3 separate regions of the Mus musculus genome follow, and all the other regions are linked to region 1. A link is a contact called in public Hi-C and Micro-C data. All regions are on one chromosome and are shown on one strand. Each heading gives the region's core, a stretch centred on a gene start, on an enhancer-like site or on the middle of the called end of the contact. The rest is flanking DNA. Distances are from core to core; before and after follow the strand shown. Region 1 holds the start of Dnmt3a (DNA methyltransferase 3A). Region 2 overlaps Efr3b (EFR3 homolog B). Region 3 holds the start of Efr3b (EFR3 homolog B).

Region 1 (4,781 bases), core at 579-3,078:
CTGAGAACTACACCCAGGTCCTCTGGAATAGCAGCCAGTGCTTTGGACTGCTGAGCCAGTCTCTCCAGCCTCATGGTGAGCTTTTTGTTTGTGGTGTTAAATCCTGAACCCAAGACTTGGAGGTTACCAGGCAAATGCTCTCCCACCAAGTTCCATCCCCAGTCCAAGCATGGGTTTCTTCACTGAAAAGTTGGAGCAGTACAAGTCACTCGACAGATGGAAGTGTTTGGTGGCTGGTGGCTACTCTTTAGAGGTAGTGCCATATAACTCTTGAAGTCGAGGCCTTTCTCTAAAATGGTCTTGTCCTTAGTCAAGCTGGGAGCATCATTTGGAGGGCTATGGATTTGGATACAGGAAGCCTGCAGTTCATACAGTCATTCAACCAACATTTATGAGGACGTAGCATGTACAGGTGCTGAGCTGTATTGAAGGCAAACGGTGTCCTTGTCCTCACAGGGCATGACGAGTCCTAAGAACTGGCCAGGTGAAAGACTATGGGTGGCAGAAATGAACACCAGTAGTGGAGGGTGGGGGTGCGATATTGAGTGCTATTAGGAAAGGTCAGGACAGTTGCTTTGGGGTAGGGAAGACTGAAGTGTAAATGTGCCCTGCAAATAGGAAAGGGTGGTTCTGTATTTCAATGAATTAGGCAACTGTCCCTTTGATCCTCAAATGGGGTGAAGTGTTCTAGGTGGGGCGTGTTCTATGGGAACCTGCTTCAGCATTGAGGGTCTGCAAATAAGTGTGCCGTGGGTGTGGGAGATGCAACTCAGGACACTGGGGCACTGAAGGGCTGGATGGATGGTGCTGTCCAGTGACAGGAGGGAGGAGCCTGACAAGGAGGCTGGGAGTCAGGGGATTCAGTGCCAAGCTCCAGTGATGGTAGCTGGAGAGGTGAGCACTACAGACCCGGAGCCCTGAGAGCACCCCCACACTGAGGGAGCCAGGTCTAGTGCCCGTCTGCAGAGAATCTTGCAGCTGGAAGAGGCAGGCCTTCAATGTCATTTAGTTCAACCTTCCACCTCTTCAGATCTTTCCAGAGCCCACCTGAGGGCATCCAACTCTTTTTGGACACCTCAAGGTACGGAAAGCTTACTGCCTTCTAGGGAGCCCACTCCGTGGCGGTGCTCGATGCTCTAGGATGGCCTCGAGGCGCCAGGCGCTCCGACCTTGGCCCTGTGCAGCCGTCTGGCCACCGCGGCACCTGGCTGTGGGTGGCGACGCGGCTGAGCAGGCGCTGCTGTCCCCAGCCCCAGTGCTGAGGCGCGCAAAGCGCAGTGGGCTCTGGTGGAGGTCGGGAGAACTGCAGGGCGAAGGCCGCCGGGGGCTCCGCGGGCGGCGAGGGGGGGGGACGGGGGGGGGCAGGCACTTGACACCGGCCCGGGAGAGGAGGGGCAGCTGTCCCTACGACCAGTGCTGGATGCGGGGACCCAGCGCAGAAGCCGCGCCAGGTAGAGGGGCGCCGCAAGGTGGGGAGGTTGCGGCCGGGGGACCACCCGAGGGGCACAGGGCGGCCGAGATCGCAGCTCCGGCAGGGTGCCCGGCCCGGAGCGCCGCAGTCGGGGCGCGGCGGGGTCCCGAACCCGCTCCTCCCGCCGGGGGCGCTAGGACCGTCCGCGGCTCGGATAGCTCCCGCCGCGGCGCCCCGGGGCCCCCGGGGTTGCCTCCCGGGCGGCTCCGCAGCGCCGGGGCCAGAGCCAGCGCGGCCACGGGGGGCGAGCGGCGGGCGGAGGCCTGGGCGGCGGGCGGCCGGAGGGAGGGAAGGAGGAAGGCGGAGAGAAGAGGCGGGCGGGGGGGACCCGGCGGAGGAGGCGGAGAGAGGGAGCGCGACAGCGACGGAGGGAGGGAGCGCGGCAGGCAGCGGGCGGGCCGGGAGGCGGCGCGGGCGGCGGCGCGAGCAGAGGACGAGCCGGGACGCGGCGCCGCGGCAGCAGGGCGAGCCGGGCCGCCCGACCCGCCGGGCCACACGGTAACCAGCACGGCCTGCGGCCCGGGAGCTGAGAGGGCGGGCGGGCGGGAGGGCACAGCAAGGCGGTGGGGAGCGCGGCTCGGACCCCGCAACTCGGCGCGCGGTGCTGAGAGCGCGGACCGCCCGGGCCGAGGGTTTGTTTATGTCCCCGCCGCTCGCCCGCCGCTCCTCTTCTGCGCGCCGCCTCCGCCGCGGACGCCCCTCGGCGCCCCCGCCCGGCCCGGGCTCAAGTTCAAGTCCGTACAATGCCGCGGGGGGCCTCCGCCGGCCTGCGCGCCGCCCGACGCGCGCTGCCGCAGGGCCCCGCCGCCTCCGCCTTCCGGGCTCTGCCCCCGCCCGGGGGCCCGGTCGGGGCCTGCGGCCGTGCGCTGCGGAGTGCGGACGGGACCGGGAATCGGGCGGCGGGAGGGGAGAGGAGGGGGAGGGGGCGCGGGCGGCCGGGGAGCGCCGTGGCCACGGCAGAAAATGGCAGCCTGGCACGACCCGGGCCCCGCGCCCGCCCCGCCCCTCCCCCGGGCCTGCAGGCTCCGCGCGGCGGGGGGGACCCTGGAGGCCCCCGGCAGGGCCCAGGGGCGGCCGGGGCCCGCGCCGGGGAGCGCGGCGTCGCGATCTTCCCGCGGCCACCTGTGGCTTGGGGGTGCGGGGCGCCGGCGGGCCTGGGAGGGGCGCGCGCGTGGGGAGCGTGCCCGCTCGGGGGCGCACGCTCCCGCGGAGGCCAGGCGGAACGGCGTGGAGGGGGGGGCGTCGCGCCCGGCTCCTCCCTGCCCCCGCTGCGGGCCGTGGGAGCGGGGTGGTGGTGGCGGCGGCGGCGCCGCAGTATGGGGGCGGGGCGGGAGTGGGCGAGGATCCCCGGGCCGGGCCGCGGGGGACTAGAAGGTGCGGGGGCGGGAGCAGCAAGGCTGGAAATGTCTCCGGTGGGGATGCCGGGGTCGCCCCCTGAGGCAGACTCCCCTTGCATACACTCACACGCACCCCCGCCGGGCCGGTGTAGACGTGTCCTTGAAAGCTTCGCATCTGCACAGTGAAGGACGAGGCCTCGCCGAGGCTGCGGATCGGGGGTCTCAGTCCCCATGTTGCCCTCACCTCAGGAGACACCCGAGCCTCCGAGCGGCTCCGGCCGCGGTCCGTGTCCTGCCCTCACCCGGACTCCCTACTCCACGCCGTCTTGCCCTCCCTCGTTGGCGCGGACCGAGCTGGCGTGCGTCCAGGGCCCGCCCCCAGCCTCCCCCAACCCCTCTTCGCGGGGCCCGCAGCCCTATGGCTGCCAAACTTCATTTTGCTTTCCTGGAGCCTGCCTTCTTGGGGGCACCCTCTCCCTTCGCTCCCCACTCAGTAGTTGCTCTCCCCCTGTCTCTGCATCCCCTCCTCTCCTCTTTTCCTGCAAGGCCAGCTGAGTAGGTGTGGACACCCTGGGTGAGAGAAGGCTCCCACTGGGTTCTCAGAGCTCCCTTCCCGGGCTCCCAGGGGGAGCCTTCTGTGGCTGCACCTTGACCTAAGATGGCGTCTTGCACCCAGCTGGGCAGTTCTGACCTGCGTAGGGCTGGGGAGGAAGGGCGGGCTAGGGACTGCATAACTGCCCCCTCTCAAACCAGAGGGGACAGGAGCCTTGGGGAGGAGTATCTTCGGCCGAGTGACCCAGCTTGCCCCTCACTGCAGTGCCCAGAGACTGCCATCAGCATCCCCGGGGACAGTTCAGTCTTCATGTTTCACCCTGAGCTGCCAGCGGCTGAACCTCCTCCTGGGCAGGCTGTGCAGGGATTCTGGGATCAGGTGCTACTCCACTGTGCCTCCTCCCTCCCAGGCAGATGTGACAGCTGCAGCCTGGGGAGCTATTCTTGCGTTGCTGGGGTGTTAGGACTGACCTGTGGGATTTGGAAAGCCCAGCAGCCTGGCAGACCCTCTTTGGGCTATCCTCTGTGCAGACAGGGGCCATTTGCAGGTAGTTAGAGCAGTCACTTGCTTTTGGATAGTTGGGTTGTGTAAGTTCCTGTGGGCTTTGGGGGCAAGCTGACTTGTCCCCTCTGCCTCTGGGGTCCATTAAGGCCCTTGTGGAGCTGTTATTGACAGGTAATTCTGTCGAAGAGTGGTGTGTGTGTGTGTGTGTCCAGGTAGGGGCCCCCAAGCCAACTTATGTCATAGGTCTGGCACCTTCCTCCCCCTTCCCTGTGGCCTCCTTCTCTAGGCCCTGCTGCCTCTCAGAGCCCCCCCCCCCCCGCACTCCTCCCCCCCCCCCTCCATGCTTTATCTTTGCACCCTTCCCCCATCAGATCTGCAGCTCCTGATTCGTGTGCTCCTGGTGGCCCAAACTTTTTCTTGTTACTTGGCCCAGCCTCTCCGGTGTTCGCCAGGAGCCTAACCTGAGGAAAGGTGTGTTCCCTTTAGACTCAAGGTCTGCTTTCCACAGTGGAGGAGCCCAAGAGAGGCCGCCAATGGCCATTTGTCAGGGTGTCTGCAGGCAGGATTCCTCTGTGGGGTGGGGGTTGGATGCAGCTTGCAGGCCCATTCCAACTTTGAAATTCTATGGCTCTGATTTTCCTGGTGGAATTTCAGACCCAGAATAGGGCTAGAGTGGTATGTTTTCCCTCCACGGTAGTGGTCATGGAGAAGGTAGGGGCTGCCAGGGGTGGGCTTTGGCAGAGAGGGGAGAGATGACGTGTTGATCTGTCAGGTCTGACTGCAGAGGATGGAAACCACAGCTTCCCTGAAGCCTCTCCACTTGGTGCTCTCCTGAATGTACTGTGTGGAAATGTGTGTGTGGGTAACTTGCAAGGGTTGTCCCCAGTCCAAGCTGTTGTATGTCCCTGGGTCCCTA
Region 2 (4,660 bases), core at 1,933-4,432, 170 kb after region 1:
GTGAGTACAGGATGAAGCTGGAGAAAGGCAAGAGTCTGGGAACAACTGAACGCCCACAGTGTGTACAATGCTTTGTTAAGACCAGGAGTCTCAAGACTTAGAGGGCAGAGGAAGTCACAGCTGCCTGCAGACTCCACTCACATATCTGATGCAGCCCTGTGATAATGGGGCCTTCTGACCCAACTCAGTCGGCATAAATAGATACATCACACATGATGCCAAATGCTCAGGTCACAAGGGTGTTTCCTGTTAAGTCCATTTTGCAGACTGATACCTCTGCTGATTCTGAAGGCTTGCATGGAGCCAGCCCAGCCCAGCCCAGGAACATCAGGTGTTCTCTGAAGGGGGATGTGGGCATTCCCCAGACTGTCACCATATGACACTGGGTACAAATGAACAAGGGTCAACTCAGCAAAACTGCAGCATCACAGACCGAGGAGAGGTTAGACAACTGAATTCGGGAAGTATAAGAACAAGGGGACTTTGCAGAAGGACACTGAGTGGGGCTGGAGGTACACTCAGTGGTGGGGCATTTGCTTATCATGCGTGAGGACCCGGCTTCAATCCCCACAGCAAAGCAGCCAATAAGCAATCGCAATGGCTGCTCGGAGTGAGGGCTCTGTGTACACAAGCCTGCTGGGAGCAGAGGTGGGAGCAGGGTGGTGCAATAAACAGAATCATGAGAGCAGCGCTTCCCAACCTTCCTGATGCTGTGACAGTTAGTGCTGTCCCCATGCACATACTTGTCAACTGAACTGTACCTCATGGGGTGGTGACCCCCCAACCATAAAATTATTTTCGTTGCTATTTCATGACTGTAATTTTGCTTCTGTTATGAATCATAATTGTAATTATGTGTTTTCAGATGGTCTTGGGCAAGTCCTGTGACAGGGCCATTTAATGACCTCTGCAGGGTCAGGACCTACAGATTGAGAACCACTGGTTGATCTATCGAAAGAAAGATCTAAAAAATCCGAACCTTTAGATGTTCACATTAGAAACTGAGATCTTCTCAAGGAAACAAGGAACAAAATAGGAAATGGCATTCCCAGAAAGTTCTCCTGGTGTTCCTGAAGGTGGACATAGAAACATCGAAGACAATAACCTAGTTGTGAGATGTCCAAAGTCTAGGCGGGCAGGGAGCTTGTTACAGAAGCAAATTTCAAAGCTGGGCATGGCAGTGCATGTATGCCCATAGTGTCAGCACTTGGTAGGTTAAGGCAGGAAAGAGGATCCTGAGTTTGATGTCAGCATAGGCTACATAAGATCCAAGGCCAGCCAGGGCTGCAAGGGGTCCGGGGGTCTCTCCTAAATAAATCACATACACACAAACACAGATTTCAGAACTCGCTGTGGCTGACCACTCACGCTCCCTAGGGAAACTGCATATTTAACCCGGTGGGCGTGGGAACAACAGAGCTCAACCCCAGCAATGAAAGCTGAGATGCATTAGGAGATATAGGAAACATAGGGGAAGGAGGTGGTGGTGGCTGGAAGGTGGGAGAAATGGGGGAAACAGAGGCAAATGGCCTGGGGAAGGGCACCAGGTAGGCAGACGGGGACAAATGACCGCAAGACCCACATGGTCTTAGTGACAAGGCTACCAGTGGGCACACAAAGCCACCATTATTAACAAAGGGAAGCATTACGTTCCCACCTTGCTCTGAACAACTGAATGGGGCTCAGGTTGGGTTTCAGCCTTTCACTTACCCCTTTAATAGCTGGACATATCTGTGCAGCATGGAACACAACTACCTTGGTTACCTGAAAGAAGTTGTGACCACAGAGGCAGAGCAGGGACAGGATAGGGGGGCTTACCTGAAGGAGGGACTTCAGCAACATGATCTGGGTCAGCCGGTTCCTATTCTCCCTGTAGGCCAGAGACATGGTCTCAGCAGGATGGCAATAGAGTGCTCGGCTGCACCCCCCACTCCTGAGTGTTCTCACCAGGAGGCTTGTTGGTGGACCCATGATTTCCCTAACTGGGGGGGGGGGGGGAGGCTGAAAAATTGCCACGGGACCTATGACCCCTCTGTTTTTGAGCCAAGAGAAGAAAGCAGAGCCACAGAAGTCAGGGTGAAAACCAGGAGCCAGAGAGGGTGGGCTGGGAAGAAGCAGTGGACTGACCCCGTCCGTCCGGTCTCTACGGGGTGATGCACAGAAGGCAGCGGGACTTTGCTCATGATGAAGAGGATCACCTCTGAGCGCTGGTAGGTCGGCAGTGTGCTGGCAAAGGAGCCTGTGAGGAGAGGAGGGAGCGTGAGAGGTCCCCTGGGCTCAGCAGCAGCTGAATGGAGAGAGTGAGGCTCCCTAGTGCCCAGGGCTGGGGCAGCCCAGAGAGATCTGCCTAGGCAGGCTGCTTTGACCCTGTCTCCCGAGGAGGGAGCAAGAGGGACTCCAGAGGGCCCTTCCAGATGCCAGCTCTTCCCTTGTTACTGTCATCTGGGCTTCTTCCTGGGGGATAGGGCAGCTCAGTGGTTTCACGGCTGATGAGACCATGGCATAGGCACAAGGACCTCTGAGAGGGAGGAGACCCTGTTCCATGTTTCTCCACATCCAGGGCACAAACAGTCTCCGTTGCTTCCTTCCTGTCTTTTTTTTTTTTTTTTTTTTTTTATGCCTTAGTCCCACCTCCCCTACTGCGGGCCCACCTGGAAGCACTAGGCATGCCTAATGAGGATGGAGACACAGGAAGTCTGCCTTTGCAGGAGAGCCAGGCTGAGAAACCCAGACTGATCTGGTGTCTTTGCCCAGATCATTATGTGTCATTAGCTGGCTGCCATTTCCCCCAGTGTCCCTAAATAACACAGTGCTAGGTAATCATACAGCAGATGCTATGGCGGAGGCCTGGTTCTCCCACAAGGATCATCTCTCTCTAGTCCTGGTTCCACCTCATCCTCCCAAGATTCCTTGCTCTTCTAACTCCTTTTCCTAGGCCCCAGCTAACTCCTCCTCTAGAGCTCTTCCCCTCTCCAAGCTTTGCCAGGGTCTCTCCTTTCAGTACAGCCCTAGTCTTAACCCTTAGGCCCTGCCTGTCTCAGGCCAGAGAACTAGGTCTCTGGCAACCTCTCCCCACAGCCTCATTCCTCTTCAAATCTTATCAGGTCCCTCCCTTCTCCAAGCCTCACTGGGTCCTTCCCTTTACTAAGTTCCTTCCCCAGACTCCGCCCCTTTCCAAGCCTCGCCCAGATCTATCTCCACTACCACGTCCTAGGCCCCGTTTCACAGGCTCTGCCTCCTTAGCCCCGCCTCCAGATCGTTGACAACTCCTCCCCTGGAGTCGATCCCTCAAGCCTCAATGGCCCCTCCCAGACCCACCCATTTCCCCACCGATAGTTTTGATGACGGCCTCCTGGAACATGCACTCCTCATGCTCCTTGATGATCTTGGAGCCCAGGCTCACAGCGCCGTCGTAGCTCCCAGTTAGCGCGTAGTCGATGCTGAGCCGCAGCTGCCGCAGCAGGGTGTTGAACATCTCCAGTACCGTGGGCCCTGGGCGCCAAGGGGGAGGGACCCACAAATCATGACAGGAATCCCTCCTGCTCTCCCGTAAGCCCAGGCCCGCGCAGCCAATCGGCTCTAAATCTAACGCCTGCACACACCCCCCCACCCCACGCCCCTTGCCTTTTGCTCCGGACCCCCTTACCGACAGAGCCCGTGGCAGCGATAATTGCAGCTTCCGATAGGACTTCCACGATGCCGGCGCGCACAGTCGCCGCGCTGCGGCTGTTGGCGTCCAGGTGGCTCAGGAGCTGCTGGATAACCAGGTGGGAGTGCTGCGGCTGTGGAGGAGGAAGACGTGCTGGTCCCCAAACAACAACACCCCCCCCCCTGCCCCCCGGCCCGGTAGCCCTCTGCTGGAACCCAGAGGCTCAGGGTGAACCAAAATGACATCCCACAGCCAGTGGGCACTGCAGGTGGCACCCAGACCTCGCTCTCTTTCTTGCAGCACCCCACCCCAACCCCCACAAAAACGGAGCCAAATCCCAGGGAATCTGTGTTTGCACATTTTCCCTGAATTCCTTTACTTCAAAGGCGGCCAGCAATCTATTTCAAAATATTGTCTTTCATTTCTCCCTGTCCCCAGGTTTTACTGGCAAGGCCCATGAGAGGCCACGTGGTTCATCTCAGTGCAGCTCAAAGTGTGGCTGGGAGCCAGCCCAGTGCCAATTCAAGATCTGTCTGATAACACTGCTGCTAAGATGTGGGCCAGAAGGAAAGTACACCCGCAGTAACGGGGGCGCTCAGGGAATGCAGGTGGCTTGTCTTCTTTGAGATTTAATTTTCTCTAGGAATTATTTTCCATTGTATTTCATAAAAATAAAATAAATGTTGGCCTAGGATATAGGAAACATTAAACAGAGAACTCCTTGCAATTCCTTCCCAGCCGGATGATACAGCATGATCTGTGGCAGCTGGGGGTCTCTGGGGGGGGGGGGGGGAGTCAGAGGACACCTGGCTTTCTGCTTTGTGCATTGTCCAGCACCAGGAAGTGCCCTTGTGCCCAAGCTTGAACAGGGACAAACCATACCTGAATTGAGTACATGATGATTTTAAAGCAACGGGTGGCAAACACTTTGGGTTCCCAAAGAGAGTGGTTATCCAGGTGGCTGTGAGGAGAAAACATGGGGGAAGGAGGGTGACTAGGAAACTCAGAGGG
Region 3 (4,497 bases), core at 1,330-3,829, 230 kb after region 1:
GGCACAGTTCAAGGATCTGAGTTTATAAGATTGCATCACGGAGGTTGGTGATCAAAGGTCACCTTTATCTCCAGCTCTTAGGCGGCTTCTGGCTCTATGTGTCCTTACTATGCATCAGTCATAAAATGCCTGCTGGCATCTAATGATACACATTCTCCTGAGAAAGCTGGGGAAGGGAGATTGGGGGGGGGGGGCGGCACTGTGTCACCTTGTCTTAGTCTACCAGTCACCCTGGACGGGTCACTTAGAAAATTAGGTGAAAGAAGAACAATCTGTAGGAAGTCCATAACGCCACCTTTTCTCTTTTCTTTTTGTAGAAATCCCCTCCCTATGTAGATAGCCTCTCCCCATGCGGCGGTAGCTAACCTGTAAGTCACTATGTAGCCCAGGCTATTCTCTTCTCCCATCCCTTTTCATCATCTAGGGAAGAGAATGCTAACGGTTCTGTAGCCCCTTACTCTTCACTAAGGCAAGACCACACTGAAAGGCAGGCAGGCAGGCAGGCGAGGCCCCCCTGGAGAGCAGAGACAACTCCAGAGACCAGTCTCTGCAAGGGGCCAGCTCCCACCCAGCACTAAATGTGCTTTTCCCCCGTGCTGGAGCCAACTCCCCAGAGGATCCTCCATCACGGCCTTTCTATGGATCATTTAGGATTAGTTCCTGCTCTGTTTGCATCTGGGGAAATAAAAACATTATTAAAGAGAATTGGAATTTTGTGGTGCATCTGAAAATAGCCCCCAGTCAGGCTGACTTCCACATCCTTCTCTTTTAGCCAGCTCTTCCAACAGGAGCACACCAAGAACCCCCCTCCCCTAATTCTCAGACCCCCTAAGTAAGTTACCACATTAGCTACTAGATGTAATATGGTGGCCTGGGGCTGCTAATTCCCGCCCATACTGATGGGCCTGTCCTAACTCCTTCCCGGCTGCAGGTGCCCCTGCAGTCACATGCTTCTGTCAAATGATCTGCAGCTTCAGCCTGCTCCCTCTGCAGAAAGGGGGTGGGGGGGGGGGCACAGACAGAATAAAAGAGGTCTATGGCTCTTTCTACCTCCCAACAGGCAAAGCCCAAGTCCAGTCACCTTTCAGAGTCCCCACTGGTTATGGGTCCAGCCGCTGAGGACATCTCCCCTCCCCCCATTTGCTCCACCCAAGAGAATTAATGCTAGCTGAGAGGACCTGCTGACACCTCTATAAGAATCATAGTGTGGCTGTGTAACCAACTGACCTGGGAAGGAGATGCAAGGCAAAAAGTTAAGTCTTTGTCTTCTAAATAGGGGGCTCACCAACTGCTGACTCTTTTCAGCATGCTCTCTGTGCTAACAAACTTTGTGACTCATGGTCTGTTCGCAGAGGCAGCCAGCAGCCTTAGAAATGGGTTAAATTGGGAACATGCACTTCTAGATCACTCACTCCTCAGGTGCAGCCCGAGCCCCTACCCTGCAGTAGGAGACGGAGAACAGGGCTCCAATTCTTCTGCTGGCCTCAGAATAACTACCAGAGACCTGGGCTCTAGTAAACTGTGTCCACAGGAATACACGCACACATGTACCCTTGGTAGAGAGCCGATTCCTAGACTAGTCCACTCTTATGATCTGCAAAGTGGGACCCCAGGAGCGCTTTCCTCATCCACGCTGCCTGTAGAACCCGAGAAATTCTTGACAAATGAGCAAGCAGAGCCTTGAACCGTGAGGGTCTTGGAGCTGCCACACATTCGTGGGGGCGGTGGCTGCGTAATTGGGAGAAACCCTCGAAGCAGCATCTCTCCCCATCAGCCCTCCATAGGGCCAATCTGGAAGTTGGGAAGCCTGAATACCATTAGCAGCAGTGTTAGGTAGAGGCCAAGTCCACCCAGCTCAGAGAGATGAACCTCCAGCGCCGGCTCGCTCGCCAGCTCCTGCACTGCCGGCGCCGCCTCCCACATCCAAGGAGCCTGGCAGCAGACTGGCAGTGAGCAGCTCTCCCCTACCCTGGACCACTTTCGCGCATCAAACTCCCAAGCACAAGCCTCTTTGTTAATTCTGCAAATACTGTCACCCGATCACCTCCACCAACACTGTCGGCTCAGCTCCGAAGATACTCGCTTTTTCCAAAGCCGGGTGCCTCTCAGCCATCAGAGTCCCTACCTGGCGACGGACCACCGCCCCTAGCGCCTGCACACGCCTGCCCGAGGGATCTCAGGGGACCAGAGAGTCCCCCGGCCTAAGGCATCTTTGTCCTCTCGGCACAGACGTACGCACAGGCGACTGAACCAGCCTAGCCTGGCACCAAGTCGGCATTCTCGCTTTTGCGACGGGGGCCACTCCGGGGGACAAAGGTCCGTGTCTGGAAGTTTGCGGGCCCGAGCCGGGGCGCCAAGCCCTCCTTACCGTACATCTCCGCGGGGAGCGCGCCTCTGGGGAGGCCGGCGTAGCCGCGTCGCTGGCTGCTAGTCCTGGCCGCTCCTGCCTTTCATTCACAGCCCGGCGGGCTCAGGCGGCTGCGGGCGGAGACCGGGGCGCGGCGGGAGCAGCCGATGGGGGGCCGGCGGCGGGCGGGACAGAGCGGGACGCCACCCGCCCATTCAGCGACGAGGTTGGCTGCCGCCTCCTGCTCTGGTCCGCAAGCTAGGCGGCGCGCAGGGGGCGGAGCTGTGTTCTGCCACGCCCCGCCCCCTTGGCCACTGGCGGGCTGCCTCAAGAGCCCCGCCTCCATCCCGGACCCTCTCCTTTCCTCAGTATGGGGCGAGCCTTTTTACCTACCTGACGCCCCAGGAAGCCCAGGTTCTTCGTTCACTCAGTAGATCATCCATCCGAATTCCAGCTCCTGGCTCAGCTCTTACGCGGGTCGCTGACGTGTCCTTCAAACTGATGACACACACACACACACACACACACACACACACACACACACACACACACACACACACACACACCCCACACCAGGTCAGCCGGGCGCTGGAAGCTGCAGGTGTGCTCTATTCAGTCTGCTCAAACGAACCGGCTTAGGGAACCTAAGGAGCAGAAATTGAGGCATAACCCTATTCTTTCTGCGGGCCCCAAACTCTGTTTGCTACCTGGGTCAGGTATTCAGGAAATACAGCACACTCCCAACCTCCAAGGCTGCAGGAAGTCCGCTTGGTTTTTCCTCTCCAGATTTGTGTAATCTGCAAGCTTTGCAGCCAGCATCCCCTCCACAAAGGGACTTAAACCCCAGGCCAACGCCCCAGCCCTGGATATCTCTGCCTTCTGTTTCTCTGGCTTTTCTATTTCTATTTCTTAATTTCTCCTCTTGCCTCTTGCTGGAGGCTTTCTGTTTTCTTCCCGACCGTAAAAATTAGAGAAGGGCCTGAATGCAATGACCTTCGTTTTGTTTGTTTGTTTGTTTGTTTGTTTTGTTTTGTTTCGTCTTGTTTTTTGAGACAGGGTTTCTCTGTCGGCGCCTCTTTGAGCCTTGCTTCGTGTTGAGAAATTTCATGAACCTACAGTACATAGTGGGCACCACATATTGTTTTCTTTTTCTTTTTTTCTCCCCCAAAGCAAAGATCAAACCAGAGAGATCCAGTCCTTGGATTTGGAGACGGTGCTCAAGACAGTGCTCACTGCACCCCAAACCAGCATTTTCTATTTTTCTTTGGCTTCATTTCCCCAGACACATCCACCAACCCACCTGCACCTCTCCTAATCTGATGCTTCCTGTTGCCTTGATAAACAGAATGACCAAAAAAACACTTGGTTAAGAAAGGGTTTATGTCATATTAAACTTTACAGTCCATCACTGGGGGAAGTTGTCCTGGTTTGAACGGATTGTAGTGGAATATGAAGAGTCCCTGTAGGCTCTTATATTTGAATGCTGGTCCCTCATTGGTAGAACTGTTTGGGGGAGGATTAGGAAGTGTGTTCTTGTTGGGGGTGTGTGTGTCAATGGTCAATGGAGATGGCCTTCGAAGTTTCAAAAGCCCACACTAGTCCAGCGCTCTCTCTCTCTCTCTCTCTCTTTCTCTCTCTCTCTCTCTCTCTCTCTTTCTCTCTCTCTCTCCCTCATGCTTGTTGACCAGATGTAAGCTCTGATCCACAGCCATGCCTGCCTGCCTGCCTGCCTGCTGTGCTCTCCACCATGATGGCTGTGGACTCTACCCTCTGGAAATGTGCGCCCTGAACTGAATTGTTTCTTGTATAACCTGTCTTGGCTATGGAGACAGGATATTGGGATCAGCAATAAAAAAGGAACTAAGACAGGATTCTTCCCTAAAGTTACATGGCCAGTAAGCAATTTCTGGAGTGATGTAGCTGCCTGCGTGCTGCACCAGGGCACCAGCGGTGCAGCTTTTAGTTAGTCCCCTTGCTGGGTGGGCTTTCCAGTGGCAAAACTGCCTAGTTCCTTGTGCTCCTGTACGTGACCCCAACAAACTCCTCGGCCCATCAAGATAGACTTGGGTTGGATTATTTCTTTGGTCTGTTGATATCTTTTCTATCTGGGTTTAATAGAAATAAGCTCTCAGAAAAAAATAACACAACAG

Evidence for each region. A called contact is a pair of places that touch in the nucleus more often than the background predicts.
Region 2: a Hi-C map of the N1E-115 cell line shows a contact between it and region 1, with 4 times the contacts expected there. The contact joins the enhancer-like site here to the promoter of Dnmt3a in region 1. A contact is called at or near these places in 2 of 484 Hi-C or Micro-C datasets (the N1E-115 cell line and embryonic stem cells), 4 of 115 datasets of contacts at active chromatin or transcription factors (the SCID.adh cell line and embryonic stem cells) and 3 of 9 other capture datasets (adipose tissue, liver and pancreatic islet).
Region 3: a contact with region 1 is called in a Micro-C map of embryonic stem cells, with 5 times the contacts expected there. The contact joins the promoter of Efr3b here to the promoter of Dnmt3a in region 1. A contact is called at or near these places in 1 of 484 Hi-C or Micro-C datasets (embryonic stem cells), 4 of 115 datasets of contacts at active chromatin or transcription factors (all in embryonic stem cells) and 2 of 9 other capture datasets (adipose tissue and pancreatic islet).

Annotation. Positions count from the first base shown.
Region 1 is chr12:3,805,152-3,809,932 of GRCm38.p6, forward strand. Dnmt3a (DNA methyltransferase 3A) reads left to right here and starts at 1,829. Exons shown (of 23, transcript NM_007872.4): 1 at 1,829-1,969.
Region 2 is chr12:3,978,324-3,982,983 of GRCm38.p6, forward strand. Efr3b (EFR3 homolog B) reads right to left here. Exons shown (of 23, transcript NM_001082483.1): 8 at 4,532-4,610; 9 at 3,647-3,782; 10 at 3,331-3,492; 11 at 2,128-2,239; 12 at 1,819-1,870. Among named protein-coding and RNA genes, the nearest start is that of Pomc, 26 kb to the left of the region's middle. Within about 2 kb of position 3,183, at least 259 of the 459 cell types and tissues checked have an H3K27ac peak or open chromatin away from gene starts, as enhancers often do. A contact at or near this core is called in the N1E-115 cell line, the SCID.adh cell line, adipose tissue and 1 more, where this site is marked.
Region 3 is chr12:4,036,336-4,040,832 of GRCm38.p6, forward strand. It overlaps Efr3b (EFR3 homolog B), which reads right to left and starts at 2,580. Exons shown (of 23, transcript NM_001082483.1): 1 at 2,369-2,580. The coding sequence starts at 2,375.